2 separate regions of the Mus musculus genome follow, and region 2 is linked to region 1. The links are chromatin contacts, called in public HiChIP or PLAC-seq maps. All regions are on one chromosome and are shown on one strand. The core of a region is the stretch at or near the end of the contact, and the rest is flanking DNA. Distances in the headings are between cores, read along the strand shown. Region 1 holds the start of P2rx2 (purinergic receptor P2X, ligand-gated ion channel, 2). Region 2 overlaps Ep400 (E1A binding protein p400).

Region 1 (4,569 bases), core at 1,521-4,020:
TTGTCCCATATGCTGGTCAAGAGTGTCCACCACCTGCTCAGTCAGAGCAGAGCTGGAGCAAGACCGAGGAGGCTGGACAGCCAGTGGTAGCTCTGCCCCTTCTCCCAAAGCTGGTCCTTCACCTGATGGAAGGCTGGGTGGCTGGTCCTGGGAGTAGTGACTAGGTGGGGGAGGGATCTGGCCCAAGACAAGGGCAAGGGTCACAGGCCATCTACTTGAGGGGTGCCTTGGGGTACGCACCTTGTCGAACTTCTTATGGCTGTAGAGCTTGTTTTTGTTCATGAACGTTAACAAAATCCAGTCACACAGAAAGGAGCCCTGAAATCAGCAGGTGCGAGTGGGTAAAGGCATACCAAGCACTCCCTACCTGACTCAGACCCCTAAGGGGATCTGGATTTCTTACCACCCCGATGGAGGTCAGAGCAGTGGCCAGATTGATGATGGTGGGAATGAGACTGAATTTCCCTGCCTGTAGACAACAGACATGCATTTAGTTAGACCTTCAACACAGGCTGCTTGAGGATGGGATGCTATAAGGGGCATGGAGCTAGCCCAGCACAGGCCTAGGTGGAACCCTTCAGCCGTGCGTACCTGTCCATGCACAATAACGTCAATTCGAATCCCATAGGCTTTGATGAGAGTTCGAGTGGTGGTGGTGCCGTTTATCTTGTAATATTTGGCAAACCTAGGGTCGAGGGAACCAAAGTAATGTCAAAGCTGTCAGTCTGAGGACTGTGGCACTCGAACACACCCATCTTCCTCTCTTTAGGACTTCTTCTGGTGGGACTATAGTCAACACAGCCACCACTGTCTGTCATGGATCCAGAACAAGGTACCTGAAGTTGTAGCCTGAAGAGGCAGGGTCATACTTGGGGTCGAGCCTCCGGAAAGAATATTTGGGGTTGCACTCTGATTCAGACAAGTCCAGGTCACAGTTCCAGTTGATGATGACCCCAATGACACCGCCCTGCAGAGAAGTGAGCCAAGGAGGGCTGAAGAACATAAAGCAGAAAAACCTCAAGGAATAGGGTTCAGCTCAGAGCCAAAGGTCCAGAGAGCTAGTCATTTCTGGTTTTGGAGGCAGTGAGGTACTAGCACCAGTCATGGGACCAGGTGTCAATAATTGAGCGGGTGCCTGCACAGACCGTGATCACATTTCTCCCCTCTGCCTAAACACAGCTAAAGCTAACCAAGACAAAGAAGGTACATCTAGATGCAGTAAAACCCTTCCTAGGCAGCAAATGCTGACACCCAGCTTCTCTGTCCCCATGCCCTCTGATCCTTACCTTGTGTGCCAGTTCTGTGAAGTTCTCTCCTGCTTGCTCTACAATGAAGCCCAGCCTGAAGATGGGACAGTATGGATCAGAGTCCTGATCAAACGTGCAGTGCTTCAGGTAGTCACTCTTCTGGCTTGCAATGTTGCCCCTAAGGAGAAGCAGAAAACAAACACCTGCTCCCAGCACATGCCTACATACTGGTCGGGCATTTGCAATTACTCCTCAGACTCACTTGGAGAACTTGAACTTGGGATAGTGGATGCTGTTCTTGATGAGGATGGTGAAATTTGGGGCCATTTTACCCAGAAAATGGCTGCAAAGTTACAGACAGTGGTTTAGTCTCCTTTCCCCCAAATCCCAAGGGCAGGAAGGAGGACATGGTCTCCCTCCTCCTCCCAGTTAATCTGATCTTCATCAGTAAGGAGAAAGGAGACTGCCGATGGGGTCTGTAGATCCTGCATACTTTTCAGAAGTCCCATCCTCCACCGGGCACCAGGCTGACACCTCGCAGGTCTTGGAGTCCCCATGGTAATAGGGTACACAGCGTCCTGTCCGAATCCCTACAGGACACACACTGGTTAATCTACTGAGGTCAGGCTAACCCTGCCTTCCCCACTGTCCCTGATGCACACTGACCATTGCCCTGCATGTCCAGCTGTCCGGCCACACAGTCGTCATCTAAATGGCAGGTAGAGCTGTGAACCCTCATGCTCTAGGGTGGAGATTGTAGGTTAGAGGGTAGACTCTGCAACTGGCCTAGGTTTTCCCAGACCACCCTTGACCGGCCTCACCTCTGGGCATGTTCCCAGGGTCTGGGAAGGAGTAACCTCGATCCTGGTGATGATGCTGACTACACTGCCCCCCTGGGTGCAGAAATAAAGGCGCGGTGGGCCTGTCAGCTCACTCAGACGGGTCACACCGCGGAGGAGCATCGGGCCTGGGGCAGGAAGCGCCGCACCTCCGGGGGCTTTACGTATTCCTCCACGTCCCACACTTTGTGTTCCGACATGGTGATCCCCTTGACTTTGGTGATGATGGAGCTCTCCGGACCGGTTTCGCTATCCTGGTAGCTTTTCTGCACGATGAAGACGTACCTGTGGGATAGGGCGGTGCCGGCTCCGGAGGCAACCCTGGAGAGACCAGGATATCCCTCTCCTAAAGCCCTAAGGGCGCCCGCACAAGCCCAGGGCTGAGTATCCCCTCCCGCCCGATTGCCCACTGTGCCCCGGCCGGCGCACCACACGAAGTAAAGCAGAATGAGCAGCTGCACCATGCGGTGCACGAATCCCAGGCGCCGATTCCGCACCACGATCACCTTGGGCGTCTCGTAGTCCCAGAACGCGGACCAGCAGCCCCGGGCCAAGCGCCGGACCATGGCCGCCCCCGCGGGAAGCCGGGGCTGTGCAGCGGCCATGGCCCAAGGAGCTCGGTCCACAAGAGCTGCTGGAGCGCCTCACACTCTCGGCCTCTCGTGGGCAGGCTGGGGGTGTGGCCTCGCTCCCCGCCCTTTGTGACAGTAGCAATCTAGTCCCTTTCCAGTCTTACTGAAGACTGCAGGTGCGGCGGGGTGCGGCTCAGAGTGCAGCCTGGTGGTGCAGTTGGTGGATCACAACTCCAGTTTGGTGACAAGAAGAGCGGAGAGGCCAGGCCAGCCCGGAGAGCCCCGGGAGGAGCCCAAGAGAAGCTCCACACTGGGCGCTTTCCTCATCACTCAGAGGATCAGGGGCTGACGGCAGGCACCCCAGGTTTCTCATAGCAGACACACAAGGGCGCAGCCCCAACCCTCATTTCTCCAAGGAACTGCCCAGCATTGGGATGTTAATTCCGCTTCCCCCTCCAACCCCCCCACACCCCTTGCAAACCGAAATTGTTTGCTGGTAACTGATCAGGTCTCTCCTGCGCCCAGGTTATTTGAAGCAAATACCAAACATCTTAATATGTCTCAGCGAGATGATTTTAAGCTGTCTTTTATGGAAATAAAATGCATTTAGCGTATGAACAACCCAATGAGTGTAGTACATGCTGCTGTACGTTGTGCAGTCCCCTTCATTGGACAACACAAAACCCGTTCTCCCACCTCAGAACAAACCCCTGTCCATAAAGCCGCCATTCCTGTTCCCACAGTAGTCTTCATGTCTCAAAAAGGTTTTTATTTGAAATACGATACCTACGTCTGGCTTTATCGTGTTTTCAAGATCCACCCACATCTTTGCTAATACTTCAAAGTAAGACCAGAGCAAATCCATCCTTGGCAAACCTGGACATCTCTTTGCTGTTGCTAATAGTACAGCTAAATTGCATATTTGAACTGTTTGATTAAATCTGACCAGTGCCTAGGGAGCAACGGCAATCTAATTTAGAACAACTGAATGCATAATTTTAGGGAATATTTTGTAACAAAAGACTGGGTCTTGGCCCATCTCAGACGCCAGTTGTCCAGATCCCTTCCAGACAGGACCTCCCCACCCGAAATCACCAAGCTGATCACATCCTTCCTGTTTTCCACCAAGGACCTTCATGGATCCTGGTGCCATTCTTTGTGAGTCCTTCTTTCTTAGAAAAGTCCTGCTTTAATTTGCCTGAGGCTGAGCATGCTTATACAAAACCAGTAATCCCACCACTTGAGAGGTGGAGACAGGAGGATTGTAAGTAGTCAGTCCTAGTCAATCATTAAAGAGCTAACAAGGAGAGCTGCTGGAGCTAGGTGGTGGAACACTTGTCTAGTACTTGTGAGGCCCTGGGTTAAGTCTCCACGCCCCCCACCCAGGGGCAAAAATCTCAAGTGAACGAACAGCCCACACACTATAGAACAGACAGAAGGATTGATAAATGAGAACAAACTGAGACTATTATCAGGGGGCAGAGTCAGCACCAGACATGAGCACCTGACTTAGGAGTGGAGAAAGGGAACTCTGGGTGCCTAAGGAGTTGTGGTCCTAGGGCGGGGTGGGGGGTGGGGAGGACAGTGGGGAGGGGGCACAAAGAGTGGGTGTCCTACACTGCTGGGTAGGGGTTTGTTTGGCTATTGGTAGCTGGTCTTGATTTGGAACAGAAGCAAAAAGCAGGAAAGCAGGTAAAGTATGGTGGGAGGCCATGTCCACGGAATCTCTACATTCTGTGCAGAGGGCGGGGCAGGAAGTGGAGTGGAGTTGAGTTACTGCTCAGAGACTTGAGGCCAAGTACCCTTGGCTAACCTGTAACCCTCTACTTCAAGGCTGACGTCTGCTTGGAAACTGCAGTTTGGCTGCTCTCGCTGCACAGAGGAGCAAGTGGACCTGAGGCAAGGAGGTAG
Region 2 (4,569 bases), core at 1,258-3,757, 360 kb after region 1:
CATGACAGTGGCAAAAGCAAGTGTCTTGCTTTCCACAGCACCACTAATATTTATTTCTCAGAACTTGAGAAAACAAGAAAAGCAGCATCACACTGAAAAGAATGAAAGAGAGGAAGTGAGTCACAGATGCCCTTGTGCTGCTAGGGCAAGTCAGGTGGTTCAACAGCAGTGGGATAGTTGGCAGCTCCTTTAAAAAGTAGACGAAGTGGCTACATTAGCCAGCAACTCCACTTGAAGTGCACTCACAAAAACAGGAAACCCCAAACTGTAGGAGTGTTCATCAGCTATACTAACAATAGTCACAAGTGGAAACCACCTAGGTATGCATCAACTGACCAAAGGATAAACAAAGCATGGTCTTTCACAGCAGAATGTTATCTAGCCCTTCAAAGGAATGACATCCTGATATATCACAATGAGAATGAAAATATTCTAAGTGTAAGACTCCAAATACAGTTCTGTGAGCTGCCCAAAACAGGGAGGTCCACAGATACAGTGACTCGACAGGAAGAGCTAGAGCAGCAGTTCTTAATCTGTGTGCTGCAACCCCTTGGAAGGAGCAGGGGACACCAAATGACCCTTTCACAGGGGTTGCCTAAGACCATTGGAAAACAGATATTTATATTATGACTATATTATAGTACCAAAACTACAGTTATGAAATAGTAACAAAAACAATTTTATAGTTGGGATCACCACGGCAATGAGGAAGTTTACTAAAGAGCCGTAGCATTAGGAAGGTTGAGAACTACTAAGCTAGAAAGAGGGATTGGGAAAAGATCCACACAACTATGTGGATTGTATCTAAACAGTACTAGAAATTCTAAACTATCTTTCTAAATCTTCTACTTACCTTCCAGAACTCTCTCTCCAGAACTCTGAGAATTAGAGAGGCTGACTTATACTGCAGAGAGCCTGCTGCAAAGGAGGAGCCTGGTACCCGTGGCTCTACTAGTCCAGGATGGTTGCAGATTCGCTGTAGCCGTGTCAGAACACTCAAGACACTGACAAAATGTCCACTCTTCAGAGCTTCCTGAGTCCTGCTCATGAAGAAGCAGCAGAAAGTTCAGTGTGTGTTCATCATGCAGCCTCACCATGACTTTCCTCATCTCCAAAAACACCAAAACTAGCGACATGTCCCAAGACTGGGTTCACAAATTTGTATTTGTAAATTTATTATTAACATTCAAGTCTAACAGATTTTACTGAGTCACTCCAGAGAGCCAGATTTGGGTATAGACCAAATCTCGGGTGCTACACCTTCTCAAGAGGCAGGGTTGTTCCTTTTATAAAAGGACCATGTTTCAGAAACATCAGGATAAAGTGCCCTAACAGACAAATAGAAGCATCCAAAGTGTGTGAAAGGAATCTAGTCCCAGAAAGTGGGACAAGAGCATACCAGAAAGCACACCCCCTGATCCCATAAGGAAAGTGCACAGTGGTAGATGAGATGCCAAGTAGGCCACAGGCCAGACCCTGCTGCAATATCTGACAGAGACCCACAAGGCACACCAGGCTCAGGAAGCTGCAGTATGGAGTAGAGATCTTGAGTGAGAAAGCAGACCACAGCAAGGCATGTCCAGCACCCTAAGGCAGGTAGTGAAGACTGATATCAGGAGCACTTGAGAGTCATGGTGAAATGACTACAGGTTCTAAACCCAAACAACTGATCTAGAGGCTGCCTATAAAGAACCAGGCTCAGGAAGCCTGAGATCCTTGTGGGAAACGCCAGCTTAGTTATGCCAGGGACAACTCAGGTATGTAACAGAGAAAGGGGGGATACTGAGAAGCACTGCCAGGAGGGGATGCCACAGGAAACCTAGCTTGGATAACAGGAAAGCCAAACACAGCCAGCTCTTAGCCCTGTGATAAGGTTCCCTGATCAGGGCAGAGCACAAGAACTAAGTAAGACGCTATCCATCTAGCTTAAGAGAATAGACATGGAATCGAACTTAGACAACAGATATTTTTAAAGTTACCATGTTTGGCTTTGAGTGGGCTAAAACTAAGATTTACTTCCCTGAGTCTAAGAATAATGGACATTTCCAAAGAAAGGGTGGAGGTGAAGGGGGTGCAAGTGGAAGCAGGTGGGAACAGAAAGTAACCTCCCCCTGAGAGCCATAATTAGTATTCCTATGCATCTGGAGAGTGCAATGTAGAAATGAGGTTTATAAATCAGGTTTATAAATGGTGTCCAGAAACCTGGTTCCCAAGTGCAAAAATGGGGCCAAGGTGCACAAAGTCATAACACATTAGCTCTTGAATTGTGGCTCAGAGAAAAGGGGGAAAAAAAACATGAAAAGGTCTCACTGCCATTCTACTCAGAGCAGGAATCACAGAACCAACAAAGATCATTAAGACAAGGTGTGCCGGATCCAAAGTCATGACCTCTCACATCTCCACAACATATGACATCACTTCCAAGCACAAGTACCTCACTACTCTGTGGCACTGGCATAGTCACAGATGAACAAGTTCCATTCCCTAAACAATGACTTGTCAGAGCTCCTGCTTAAAGGACAACTGTGGTGGTTTGAATGGGTTCGGCCACCACAGAGTCAATGCCTGGTCATAGGGAGTGGTGCTATTAGGAGATGTGGCTTTTTTGGAGTAGATGTGACCTTGTTGGAGGAAGTGCCTCACTGTGTAGGCAGGCATTAAGGTCTCCTATGCTCAAGCTCCACCCAGACAGAACTAGAGTTTCCACCTGGCTGCCTTCGGATTAAGACGCAAAAGTCCTGGCCTTTGTGCACACTGCCATGCTTCCCTCCATGATGATAATAGACTAAACCTCTGAAACTTACGCCCCAATTAAATGTTTGCCTTTATGAGTTACTTAGATCACAGTGTCTCTTCATAGCAATAAAAGCCTAACTAAGACAATATACTAAGGAATTTAAGGGTAACTGAAGGGTTTTTCCTTTATCTGCTGGTGGTGGCATTTGACCTACATGGAAGCTCCAACTCCTTTCTCACAAAATTACTTCTAACTAGAACTAGCACATCACTAAGGTCAACAAAAGAAAATGTCAACATTTTGCTGAAATATTTGACAGAAACCAGTGCTACAGCAACATGGCCGAATATTTTCTGCTTGTGTATATGGAGGTTGATTGAACACAGTAAATGCTGTGAAGGTGCATTCACTGCTCCTACTCTAGACTAAATGACAGGCAAGAGTTGGGGGGTGAACTGTTTAGGTCATAGGATGATATAACATGGCATGGTTAATATGCCCCACTGGCTTCCTTCCAGAAAGACCATACTGACCAGGTGGAGTAATGGCTACTTTCAAAGAGTAAGCTGGTCAATCGTCTGCATCCATATTAACTACCCAGATATGATGGTTCAAATATGCTTAGCCTCCAGGAAGCGGCAATATTAGGAGGTGTGGCCTTGTTGGAGGAAGTGTGCCACAGTGTGTGGCAGGGTTCCTATGCTCAAGCTCCACCCAGTGCAGAAGAGAGACCTTCCTATCTGCAGATGATAGTCTTCTCCTGGCTGCCTTCTGATCAAGATGTAGAGCTCCTCCAGCACCACTGTCTGCCTGCATGCTGTCACGCTTCCTGCCATGATGATAATGGACTGAACCTCTGAAACTGTAAGCCAGCCGCAATTAAATGTCCTTTATAAGAGTTGCCTTGGTCATGGTGTCCAGTCACAGGAATGGAACCCTAAGACAACAGGCTAACACAAGCAGGAGCAGCACGCAGTGGAATAGATATCAAGCTACAATGGCAGGTGTGTAGATTAAGCATATATAATACCCGAGTAAGAGAAAGGGAAGAGAGGGTTTTCTGGAGCCTTCAGAGTTCCTGGTTGCCTCACTCATAGGCTCACTTACTGAGGCAACAGGGTGCATCGGCTTCTCATTGGTCAGGTAGGCAAACCAGCACTTACCTAGGCTGTAGGATGACATCCTCATATAAGGCCTTCTGACGACTGGAAAGGCGGCACTTCAGAACATGCTCATATTTCCTGGTTAGCTGTTTCTCCACATCTCTCTTGGTTCTCCTCAAAATAAATGGCTGTGTGACCTGGAGAAAATAATAACCATTTTTCTCGCCATGGTGTACTTAGCAGAGGGCAGATAAACTTTAAATGAGTCAGCTGTAGTCACAGAAGCAAACATACCCTGTGTAACCTTATGACCATTTTGTGATAGTAATCCTGGTTTTCCTCATTGGGGGCTTTCAGAGGAAAGCTCAGATAAGGCCTGGAGATCCCAGGAATGAGGAAGTGCACCATGGTCCAGAGCTCCAGGAAAGTGTTGTGCAGAGGAACATCGATCAGAAGCAGGCGCTGCTGGCTATAAACAAAATGGGGCAATGTTGGAACTTTGAAAACATAAGTAGGCTGCATAACTTTTCTACAGCAATGTATGAGAAAAGTGGAGACAGAAACTCTACATATGCCTTCAGGGAACGGACGGGCACAGTGGCACACACAGCACTTGGGGAAGAGGAAACTGAGTCAGAGGCAGGCAGACCTTTACATTCAAGGCCAGTCTGGTCTACATAGAAAGCTCCCGTATAACCAAGACTACATAGTGAGACCCTGTCTCAAAGA

What was found. HiChIP or PLAC-seq counts read pairs in DNA pulled down with a chosen protein or histone mark.
Region 2: a contact with region 1 is called in an HNF4G HiChIP or PLAC-seq map of pancreatic cancer cells. The contact joins the enhancer-like site here to the promoter of P2rx2 in region 1. A contact is called at or near these places in 15 of 39 promoter capture datasets (the 3T3-L1 cell line, the C10 cell line, the HPC-7 cell line and 9 more), 2 of 484 Hi-C or Micro-C datasets (the G1E-ER4 cell line and embryonic stem cells), 6 of 115 datasets of contacts at active chromatin or transcription factors (effector CD8 T cells, embryonic limb bud, embryonic stem cells and 2 more) and 2 of 9 other capture datasets (adipose tissue and embryonic stem cells).

Annotation. Positions count from the first base shown.
Region 1 is chr5:110,340,265-110,344,833 of GRCm38.p6, forward strand. It overlaps P2rx2 (purinergic receptor P2X, ligand-gated ion channel, 2), which reads right to left and starts at 2,771. Exons shown (of 11, transcript NM_153400.4): 1 at 2,516-2,771; 2 at 2,236-2,371; 3 at 2,069-2,140; 4 at 1,914-1,989; 5 at 1,741-1,837; 6 at 1,510-1,590; 7 at 1,287-1,425; 8 at 837-967; 9 at 592-685; 10 at 404-469; 11 at 1-318. The coding sequence starts at 2,691. It overlaps Lrcol1 (leucine rich colipase-like 1), which reads left to right and starts at 4,466. Exons shown (of 6, transcript NM_001310709.1): 1 at 4,466-4,565.
Region 2 is chr5:110,704,029-110,708,597 of GRCm38.p6, forward strand. It overlaps Ep400 (E1A binding protein p400), which reads right to left. Exons shown (of 52, transcript NM_029337.2): 18 at 4,135-4,309; 19 at 3,901-4,037; 20 at 854-1,040. Among named protein-coding and RNA genes, the nearest start is that of Gm22716, 29 kb to the left of the region's middle. Within about 2 kb of position 2,508, at least 5 of the 459 cell types and tissues checked have an H3K27ac peak or open chromatin away from gene starts, as enhancers often do. A contact at or near this core is called in pancreatic cancer cells, where this site is marked.